Linked DNA regions of Mus musculus: regions 2 and 3 are each linked to region 1. Evidence: chromatin contacts called from public promoter capture Hi-C data. All regions are on one chromosome and are shown on one strand. The core of a region is the stretch at or near the end of the contact, and the rest is flanking DNA. Distances in the headings are between cores, read along the strand shown.

Region 1 (3,541 bases), core at 580-3,079:
CGTGGTGGCTGGTTCCATTTCAACATTTTCCTATGTGCTTGTTATGTGACTTCATTCAGAGTCTGGACTCATTGATTTTTTTTTTTTTTTTTACAGCTGCATCCCTTGGTCCTGCAGCAAAACCTAGCACTTATGGACTTATGGACTGAGCAGCTTGCTAAGAAGAGGACATGTCCAGGATGCAGTGGCCGATCAATCTAAAGATTTCTGGCTTTGAGGCTTGTATGAGGGTAGATGAGGGACTGAGGAGGAGGCAACTGCTATGAACAACCCTCTGGAGAAGCTTGAGAAGAGGGCAGAGGGACAAGTAGGAGTTACAAGGGATGCGTAGCCACAGGGGGTACATCAGTGTCTACTAGGGATAGAATGTTTTAGACTGAGGGTTAGTAGCTCATGGAAACCATGGACAGAAGAAAATATTGGAACTGAATCCTTTTGGGAAGACGGAGGGAGAGGGTTGCAGAGTCCTGGTGAGATCATTTTCCAACAGTGCAAAGTGTTTGCTCTGCATATTCAGAAAGAGAAAGTAGGTGCCAGCTTTCCGTACCTTTGCACTGGGTGGGAGATGTTCAGGAAGATGGGATAGCCTTTGTTGTTCCTGCCACTGTCAGAGGTGGGGGGGTGGGGGGGGAGAGGGAAGATGGAGCCCGAAGAGGTCAAAGGGTAAAGAGAAGAAAGATGACAAGGGACTAGAGGACACAAAACGAAATAAACCAACAACAATCTCCGCTGCAGGGGATGTCACAGCCTCAGGTGGTACCAAGACCTAAAAGAACTAAGATGGAGACATTGAGGATGACTGTGAGGAGAGCAGATGTCGATGCATTACACACATCTCCCTAGAGCTAAGAGAGCCGGACAGCAGAGAGATACAAGTGAGCTCTCTGGTAGGAGAAACACCATGAAACTGCCAATGAGCCGTATGGGTCCCTGTGTACCTTGGTGGGCACAAAGAGTGGCCAAGGGGGAGAAGAAGGATTGTACAAGTACATCACTGTCAGGGTAGAACCAGGCTCAGTGAAGGTGTGTGTGTGTGTGTGTGTGTGTGTGTGTGTGTGTGTGTGTGTGTGTGTGTGTGCGCGCCCGCGCGCGCCCGCGTGCATGTTCTCCTGAGTCTGCTCCTGGAAGTATAGGCTAAAGGGGATGTGGATTAGGGCCACCAAGGACAGAAGATTTTTAGGAATATGAAGCAAGGTTGGCTGGCTTTCAGGCTACCAGGGTCCCTTCTGAAAGTCTGTAGCCACTGTCTTGGCCCACCAGAGTCTCTAGGCTGTTGGCAGAACGCTGTGCCGAGTCCAGGGAAAACAGACATCTGAAAGCATCTGGAGGCAAGGAATCAGCGAACTGCTGCCCAGTCTAGAAGGGCCCAAGTCTTTCTCCTAGGTTGACTTTGGACACAAATCTAGAATCCCCCGGATCGTGCCTCCTTGCTGTGCCATCTCCGTTCCTTGGGGGTTTCCAGGTTTCTTTCTCTGAAGGGCAGGCATTCTTTGCCTGGGACGCATACCCAAGAATGTCTCTTGAAGCATAGATAGTGACAAGAAACTGCAGAACTCCAGATTTTTTTTGGGAGGGGACGGGGGGGGGGGTAGATCTCGGAGGATACAGACGGCCTGGGCGCGCACCACCGCCAGGGGGACGTCTGTAGCCCTGCGGGCGGTCCGGAGCCTGAGTTGGTAGGGTGGGGACCGTGCTCTGCAAGAGGTGGCCCGCCCGCAGGGCGCTGAGGCCTGGCGGGGGCGGGGCGAGACCGGTGGGGGCGGGGGCAGGAGCCCGCCGGGCGGGGCGGGGGTGGGCGCCCTGCTCCCCCTCCCGCCCTCCCTCCTTCCTTTTCTTTCTTTCTTTCTTTCTTTCTTTTTTTTTTCCTGGGCTTCTCGCTCTCTTTCTTTGCCTCGGCAGCTGGCTGAGGGGGCGGGCCTTGCAGTCTTTGTTGCCGGAGGAGCGAGTGCAGCTGCCCGGCGGCTAGAGTCAGGACCCGGACCTTGGGAAGAGTTTAAAGCCAGGCATGTCCTGAGTCGGACCCAGGCCCGGCTGGGACGCAACGGCGTAGACGAAGGAGTGCACAGGGGTCGTCCTGCGGCCACCCCGTCCGGGCCATGCACCGTGGTCCGAGTCTCCTCCTGATCCTGTGCGCTCTGGCGTCCCGCGTCCTCGGACCTGCATCAGGTGGGTGGCTGAGCCTCTGGGACCCGTCTGACCCTGCCACCCTTTCTGCAATCCCAGCCGCTTCTCTGTGCACCCCGCGCAGGACCGGCTTACTCTGAGACTAGGGATCAGCTGGGGTCGTGTTGGCAGCTGAGAGAAGCTGCACCTACCGGGAGCCATCCTTCAGTTGTCCACTCAGCTGGCATCCGGGACTTGCCACTGGAGTGAGCTTGCACTCTCTTCGGGCTTCGGCTTCCCTGCCGCGCGTGCTGCGCTGAGTGCATCTTTCCCAGGAGAGCGCTCCTCCGAGTGGGCTGGACGATTCGCGCGAGACGGCTTCTTACACACTCCTTCGGGGTGACTCTCCTGGAAAGCAAACTAGCCAGGACGCTGCTGGGGACCGCGCCAGGTCGCAGGTCTACCGGGGTCCGCCGCCTCTCCTCCCAGCTAGGCGGACGTGGGGGTCCGAGTCCCCATCGCCTTTGCATTTCCTGTTTCCCCCTCCCCCAAGTGTTCAAGGGAGGGGAATGGGGGAGCCTGAGCTTCTTCCTCCGCCCTGGGTTAACTCTCCCAGCCCCGCCTGGCCGGCCGGCCTCCGACGAGCCTCTGGCCAGCATCCAGGCTCTTGTTTGGCCGCGACCTGCGTTGTAGCGCGCTTCTGGAGAGTCCGGAGCAGCGGGCCTGGGACTGTGAGAGTCAGGGATGTGGAAGACCCCAGAGCCCGTGTTTAGCACGCTCCAGGCCAAATGGGGGCTGGTTATGTATCTGCAGGTGAGGGATTCAAGGGTATGACAGGGGTGACGGGACTGGAGGGATGAATGAACTCTTGAGTGAGTTGGACCAATATGCATGGGGCAGGGGTGACCTCAAGGAAGATCTGCCCTGAGCCTGATTAGGCCATTTGCCATCCTGGTCAAGATACTGTAGCTGTGGGCCTGGATGCCAGGGACATTTAAAGCACCGAGGAGAACAGCATTTTGGGATTAATCTAACAGTAACATTCGAGAAGTCTGGGTGTGTGAGTGTGTGAGTACCTGCTGGGACCTAGCCTTAACACATTCTTATTTCTCAAAATCTGTTATCAGAACTGCAAGGCAACCAACATGTATAAAAAGTTCTTCTATGGGTATGGAAACAGGTTAAAAGATTAGCGTGAACTGTCAGAGGGGGGCAGTGGAAAGAGAAAGCAGAAACATCCCTTGCTCCTGGGCCCTTGGAAGGTGTGTGTGGTCAGGGGAGGTCCACCTTTTAGGGTTTTTTAAGAGGTCCGAAATACTGAAGATCAGTTGCTTATTACTGGGTAGTAACTGCCAAGTAGTGGCCATTATCTTTATTACTCTGTTAGACAAACGCCATAGGATTTCTTTGATGAGTCTTTGATGAGTCCTGCTATTTG
Region 2 (3,541 bases), core at 715-3,214, 2.4 Mb after region 1:
CGGGGAAGCAAGAAATCAAGTTCAAGGAACTTGGCAGGCCCAAGTCTGGATTTCTGGAAACATATTTAGCCAAATGACCAGCCCTTCTTCTGAGGGCTGATTCTACTTGCCCCTGCTTGGATTCATGACGCTGCACCTGCCACCCACACTGTAAAAGAATCCACTTCTTAGCTGACCCTCTTCAGAGAAAAAAAAGTTTCACTTCATTCTTCCTTACTCCATTCTTCTGCAATCACAGTTTCCATTTCTTTGACTATTTCTACTCATGTCTGAAGTTTCCCCAATTTTCCTTTATTAAAAAGAGGGAGGAGGACAGACACACCAAGACCTTCAAAACAGCAAGGACTGGCTCAGTCTCATGATTATTTTTTCCTTTAAATGTCACACTCCTAATATTTACACATTTTCCCACCTGCTTTCAATCTGCTAGCTAGTATTCCTCTTGAATTTATGCCAATTTTACAAAACCTGTGATCATAAACTTTGAGTAATTTTAACTTTAAAAAATCAGACTTAGAACGAGTATTTCCTTTCTCCTCCCATTGCAGGAAGATTTAACTACGAGCTTCTTGAACGCGGTCAATTTGATTCTTTCTTCATTTTTAAGCATACACGGAGTGTGTGAGACAAAGTTGTCAAAACTTTCACCCCTGCACAACTCAGTTTAAATCCTGGGACTAAAAGTGTAAAAACCAGAGGACAAATGACTTTGCATAGACATACTAATCAAAACCCAAAGCAGTGGAGGTAGCTCCCAGGAGACCAGGAATGGCTCCTCTACATCTTCGGAAGTAATTTTCCATGTGCCTGGCAGGGCGATCTTGTTAAAGCACAGCCTCAGGTTGCCCAAGCTGGGCTTGGACTCCGTCGGGTTTACAAGCTTCATTACTGGAAAGAGTCTATGGCTCTCCTGGCACCAGCAGCGGCAGAGATGTTCACCGGACAATGAAAAGTTTCTGTTTACAGACTAAAATCAAAGCATGGCCTTCCTTGACACGGTGATGGCGAAGTTCAGAAGGAACAGCTGGGAGTGTGACAAGCGCCTACTCAGCCAAGCAGACTGAAGCCCTCGCAGTCACCACTCACCTCCGGGAGCGCCGGGTTCAGTAGAGAAAGAAGGTCTAGCCAGGGCGTGCCGAGGAAGCTTCTGGAACCCCGGGAGAGCAGAGGGGCGCACGTTCCACAAGCAAGCTCCCTGGAGCCCCGGCGTGAGGCGGTGCACGTAGGCGTAGGCGACTCGGAGGGTGGGGGTGCAGCCGGGATAGCCCGGGACGCGGGGTCCCGGAGCAGCGCCCCGCCCCCGGCCCTGGCCCCGCCCTCCTTGGCTGCTCTTAAGCCCGCGCCGCGGGCGCCTCCGGTTCCGTCGTCCGCTCCTTGCGCTCGGACTCCGCCGAAGTCCGCTCAATCCTCTCCGTGCTCTTCGGTACCCACGCAGTCCTCCCAGTCCGCCCTCCGCTCCAGCCCCGGGCTCACGTCTGGTCCTGCGCTCTTCGGGGTCTCAGCGTCTCGCGAGAAGTCCTCGCCACAGGCCTTCGGCTCCCGGGTTCAGGGGCGGATGGGGGACCGCGGAGCGAGGCCGGGGCGGCTGATGCCCATGCTCGCCCTGCTCTCCTGGGCGGCCGGCCTGGGCGTGGCGGAGGAGACGCCCGGGCGCATCCCTGCAGGTGAGCTCTGCTTGCTGGTTTCCACCGGCGGTCTAGAGAGAACTGGGCATGTTTCCTCTTTGCTTGCTCCATCCCTGCGGGACCTAGCCGCGGGGCTCCCTGCTTTGAGATTGGCAGGGACCTCCTTTCCTGCGCCCCGGGAAGCAGCTTGCCATCCTGCCTCTGTCTACACGCAGCGCTCGGGACCCGGCTACGATCGGACCCAGTGTGCTCCCACCCACTCCTCCTTCCGTTACACTTTGGGGCGTCCCTGAGCCCTGGCCCTGGCCGGTGTTCGGAAGCTGAGCTAAAGCTAGTAGTTGGAGGCAAGTTCGTGTGAACAAAACTTTCTGGGTTCAGCCAGAGGAGAGCCCCGCCGCCTATTTGTCTCAACGGGACTTGCAGCGCTGCTGTATCGCGCAGGGGAGTTCTTTGGTCCTTTCTACTTCTGGGCCCTGGGCTCAGCTCCCTGGAACTGAGCCTTGCGTTTAAATGACCCGATGCACTCTGGTGATGAGTGGGTGGATGCGCTAATTTTGCATTCTATAGTAACTAATTAGATTCTTTTCCTCTGGAAACTAAGGCGAGGAGCAAACATTTCTACCTTGGAATTCCAATTCAGAGGGTAACACTTGGCACAAGTCCAGTTGGACCCTGTAACCATCGGTTTTTGTCTTTCTCATGGCGCAATAGGTGAAACTTAAGGACTCAGAAGCACCTGGTTCTGTGGAACAGTGCTCGCTTTGTTGGCTGCAGTCACAGGGAAATCTGAACCTGTATGAGTATTCTGATTTTGAAGTAACTTTTATCTCATATCAAAGGTATTTCTTTCAGCATAGTACTAGAAAAATCACACAGATAAATGAGAATAGAGACAGAATATAAGACTTTACTCTGAAAACGGTCTTTGTTAAAACACCAAAAGCTTTTATTGATAAGTAAAAATAACCGCCAGGATTTGCTAATTTTAGAGTTTGGCTTCAGCTTCTGTCTATTTTATGCCACCTCGATGCGACTTCTCACTTGTTTACAGAGTATATCCATGCCAGGCTGCTACCTTTAAATTTGAGGTTAAAAACAAACAAACAAACAAAACAAAACAAAACAAAAAACCCAAACAAACAAAAAAAACAACAAAAACTTCCCTGTGCAAGCTTTTACATTTCATGGAATTGGATGTTAAATTTTAAGGGATTGTAATATCTAAGGCAGGGGATTTGAGATACGAATGTTTTTCATATAAAGCCTATGGTTAATATCTGAGACATGGTTTCTGTGGTGGTAGGTGGGCCCAGAGTTCAGTTATGAGCTAAATGTTGGAAATGTTTCTGCATTAATGGAGCCAAGTGAGGAGTAGCCATTCTGGTTACACACACAGATAGATGGTTTCACATGTTCTGTGGTAAGCTAATAGATGCAAAAGATGCATTGTTTGGTTATTTGGTCAGATTTATTATCAGCTGTGGTAAGTTTTATCCCTGAAGTAGTATAACTGGAAATTACTACATGGATATTACTACATAAATAATCTTTCAGGTCTAAGTTGTCTAGATGAGTGGGCTTTCAAGAGTGCAGATCACCTGTGACAACCCCCCCCCCCCCCATTATTTGTCAATGTGTTCCAGCTGGTCAGTAAAAAGAATATTCAGAGCTGGGGAGATGGCTCAGTTAGTAAAGTACTTGTACCAAAAGTGTGAGGACCTGAGTTCTGGATCCCCAGGGTCTACTTAATAGCTAGGCCTGGTGGCCTGTGCTTATAACCCCATTGAGGATGAAATAGACTGTAGGCAGATCCCTGGAGCTGACTGGCTACCTAGTGTAGCCTGCTTGGCAAAGCTTGCTTGGCTAATGAGATCCTGTGTCAAAAAGAGGTGGTGGCTGGTACCCGAGGGATGACT
Region 3 (3,541 bases), core at 493-2,992, 2.1 Mb after region 1:
CATTCCGTGGATCCCCAGACCTCTCTGTGTGGCTAAGCCCTTTCTCTTCCTTTGTATATGGACAATACATTAAAGCCTCAAACAACCCGGAAAGATGTGTACTAAAGATTACAGAGCCTGGAGTTTAATATACATCTAGGAAGCAGCATGCCACACATACACTCACACCAACACACACACACACACACACACACACCACCACCACCACCACAACCAAACAGGAACATGTCTATTCAGTTACCTGTTGTATCTTCAGTACGCTATTAAAGTTTGGAACGTAGGAAGACACATTGCCTAAAATAACTTGACTTCCTGATATTAATAACGAGTTAGTGTTAGTGATTCAACATTTAAACTGTTGGCTGAGGCTAGTTTTTCTAAGTAGAAAACTTAGGTGGGCTTGAGGTATGAAGACATTAGGAAAGGAAACAAACACAGAGTGAGCCACTACCCAGCAGCGGCTGCCCATGAAGCCCTAGCTCACCGACTCCCCTGTGGCCAAGTCTTGGAGCTACTGGTAACAGCAGTTAGCCTAGGAAACACAACAGAGGTGAAGACAGTAGGAAGACTCTTACTTAGACAGAACGCCCCAATGTTTCACTTCTACAAGGTTTTACCTATAAAAATACTCCAACTGCTTAAATTAAAATTCAAATGAAATGATCCCATTTATGCAAAGAGTGGACAGTGAAGATCCTTGTTTGCTCCGAGTATGAAATCAGCTAAAGAATAAAGATAAACATCCTGAGTGCCTAACAGCAAGCCAGTTGAAGTTACAAATCACATTGAGCGATGCTAAGTTCCCGGTTCCTTTCTCCAGCATTGGAGTGCCATGGTCTCAGACTCTTTATATGTGAGGTTCACTTTTCCATGCATCATGGCTTTCTATGGAAGAACAGTATATTCTATGCACACTGGTATTTATGTACATGCAGAAATATACACATATGCAAGTAGTGGGCCCCTCCCAAGATGCTCCCCAGATTTTTAGTTGAATATACTTAGAAACGCACCAATCACAGGGAAAGAAGAGTGAAGACTCAAAATTCACCTGTAACCCTTTCATCATCCTTTCATAACTCTCCCTCCCCCAAGAGTACCAAATGATGCATAAAATGCAGGCGGGGGAAAAATACCTTCTGTGTCATAGGAAGGTATTTTTAGATAATTGGAAATTTCTTAGAAATGTCCACACGAGGCATACTAAGTCAGAATCTTTGAAGGCATGACCTAATGTAGTTTCAGCTCGGTGACTCTTCTCGGGCTGTAATTTAAGAAGCACCGCTTTACTAAACAAAACAGATGCTGATTTTTCTGGTGAGTGAGCCGCACAGTTCAAACCAAACCTGAATGTTTTCTAGTTAAGGGTGGTACTTTTTCACAGACTGTAGTAAAAAGAAAGCAAAGACTGCTACCAGCAAACGGCGTGAAACGGTTATATAAAACCCATAAGATTTTTAAAAAGAGGAGAGAAATCTGCTAGGAAAGAGATCAACAAACTTGAAAGTGCAAACAGGGCTGATGGAACAGATGTGGTAATCGATGCATACTTAAGAAAGTGTGCAAAGCAGGAAAGTAAGTTTGAGGAAGCCCGATTTCCCGCACAGTACCCAAATAGGTTGGGTGGTTGAGATCAGGCAGTGTAAAGAAAGTTCCGAGAAGAGGCCACTCCCCAGGTGATGAATAGCCTTTCTTTCCAAGGCAATCAAAATCCCACTTCCTTTTGCCTTGCTGGTGGGCGGGGCGGGCAAGGTCCTGCCAGGCCTCTGGGCGCAGCTAGAGGATTCAGGAGTGCAGGCAGAGCTCGCGTCATTCAGAGTGAGTCCCCTCTGCGAGGGAAAGCCGGGCTACTGCAGCGCCACCAGCAAGGGATTGGGACTCACGGACTTCAGAACAGAAGGAGCCTCAGGTGAGTCCCGCTTTCTGCGCGTTCCGGGACAGAGCTCGCGGATCTGTGCGCACAAAGGAGCCGGGTACGGTGATGGGCGCGGGAGATGCGGATGGGTGGAGAGGGAGCAAGAGCAAGGGCTGGAGGCGGTTTGCTCAGGCGGCAGAGGTTATGGTCTGAAGACTGGGAGCAATGGCCGAAAGACTTGGGCTCGTGACCCCGGAAGTGGGGAGGGAACTCAGCCAGAAGCTCTGCTGTCCGGGCCGCTGCTCGGCAATCCACACTCGTGACCCTTCTTCGCTAGTTCCCACGGGATCGTCTCCAGTTTAGCACACTGCTTCACAGCCAAGAGCAGTCCTGATGCAGTGCAGAAGCTGGGCTCACTTGTAGCTCTGTGGTAGCGCTCTTTTCAAATGCGCCGAGCCCAAGTTGGATTCCCGTTGCAGGAAAGGGAAGGGGAAATAAAAGAAGAGAAACCGTTCAAAGAGCCTGTTGCTCTTTAACCCAGGTTTCTTTGGGATTGTGGCTAGTAAAACTATACATAGCCTTCTAGAATACAAAAGTAGGGGATGTAAGCGGGTAAAGGTCCGAATGGGTAAGACCACTACACTAGGTGTACATTCAGTCTTTTGTTACAGACCTTGGACTCTGACAGTTTTTTTTTTCTTGTATATTCATCTCTTCCCTGAAAATGTTAACAGTAAAAGACTTAAAGATTCAAGCCACTTATTAAAGGAAGAGGCAGGCATATTTATGAGTTCGAATCTAGCCTTGTCTATAGAGCAAGTTCTCAGACAGCCAGTGCTACAGAAACAAAACAGGAAAGCCAACCAAAACAACAAAAAGAGTTCTCACTTTTGAATCAGTTAATATAAGCTTGATAAAGTACCAAGTGGAAAGGTGGAAACTAGCTTTTATTATATCAAATACTTGACACAGCCCCCATCCCTACAACTCTCCCCATGGTTCCTGCGTGGCTTGATTTCCGTAATCTTATTCCTGGAAGTTAGGTAGGGCCATCTCTCTGTTCCAAGACAAACAATTATACTTTCTTCCCAAACAATTACACTCTCTTCTTCCGGCTTAGCGGCTTAGCAGTTGGAACTAAATACTGGGTACCAGGAACCAGGGAAGCTTAATAAAAAGCACCCCCGGGCACCTGGGGGCGTTTCCTTCTTGGCTTTTCCTAACAACAGAGCTTTCTACCTGGATACTTACTACAATTGTGCTGCTTTGAATAATAAACAAACAAACAAACAAACAAACAAAAACCCAGACTGTTGGTAAGCCAGCTAGAGTCCCTACTTGCAGACAGAGCAGCATGACCTCTCTCTCCTCAGCTGTGTAACTCCAGAGATTCTTCATTCCCCCTGAATAAGGTGAGATTCTAGCTTCAAGGACCTCAAGTTGAGCAACACCCTCTGTTTGTAGTGTCCACTGAACACACCAGCAGCCTTTGCTCCGTGGCGTGGCTTATGATAGATATTTTTCTTTGTGACTTTTACCTGTCTTAATGGCACCGCAGCCACCTCTATATAAACCTGTGCCCCTTTAAACCTTTCTAACATCATCATTTTTACTCACAGTACTTTCAGTATATATGCAATATGCTTAGTTTTCTTATTAGTCCTGGGTCTACAGGTTTACTGGTTG

What was found. Promoter capture Hi-C pulls out the DNA fragments that hold promoters and counts their contacts.
Region 2: a promoter capture Hi-C map of hippocampal neurons shows a contact between it and region 1, with 2.6 times the contacts expected there. The contact joins the promoter of B430319G15Rik here to the promoter of Adamts7 in region 1.
Region 3: a contact with region 1 is called in a promoter capture Hi-C map of liver, with 4 times the contacts expected there. The contact joins the promoter of Plscr1 here to the promoter of Adamts7 in region 1. A contact is called at or near these places in 4 of 39 promoter capture datasets (hippocampal neurons, liver and pre-B cells).

The regions. Positions count from the first base shown.
Region 1 is chr9:90,161,149-90,164,689 of GRCm38.p6, forward strand. Adamts7 (a disintegrin-like and metallopeptidase (reprolysin type) with thrombospondin type 1 motif, 7) reads left to right here and starts at 1,830. Exons shown (of 24, transcript NM_001326351.1): 1 at 1,830-2,166. The coding sequence starts at 2,097.
Region 2 is chr9:92,540,905-92,544,445 of GRCm38.p6, forward strand. It overlaps B430319G15Rik (RIKEN cDNA B430319G15 gene), which reads right to left and starts at 1,965. Exons shown (of 1, transcript NR_029474.1): 1 at 1-1,965. It overlaps Plod2 (procollagen lysine, 2-oxoglutarate 5-dioxygenase 2), which reads left to right and starts at 1,319. Exons shown (of 19, transcript NM_011961.3): 1 at 1,319-1,664. The coding sequence starts at 1,556.
Region 3 is chr9:92,248,452-92,251,992 of GRCm38.p6, forward strand. It overlaps Plscr1 (phospholipid scramblase 1), which reads left to right and starts at 1,743. Exons shown (of 9, transcript NM_011636.2): 1 at 1,743-1,909.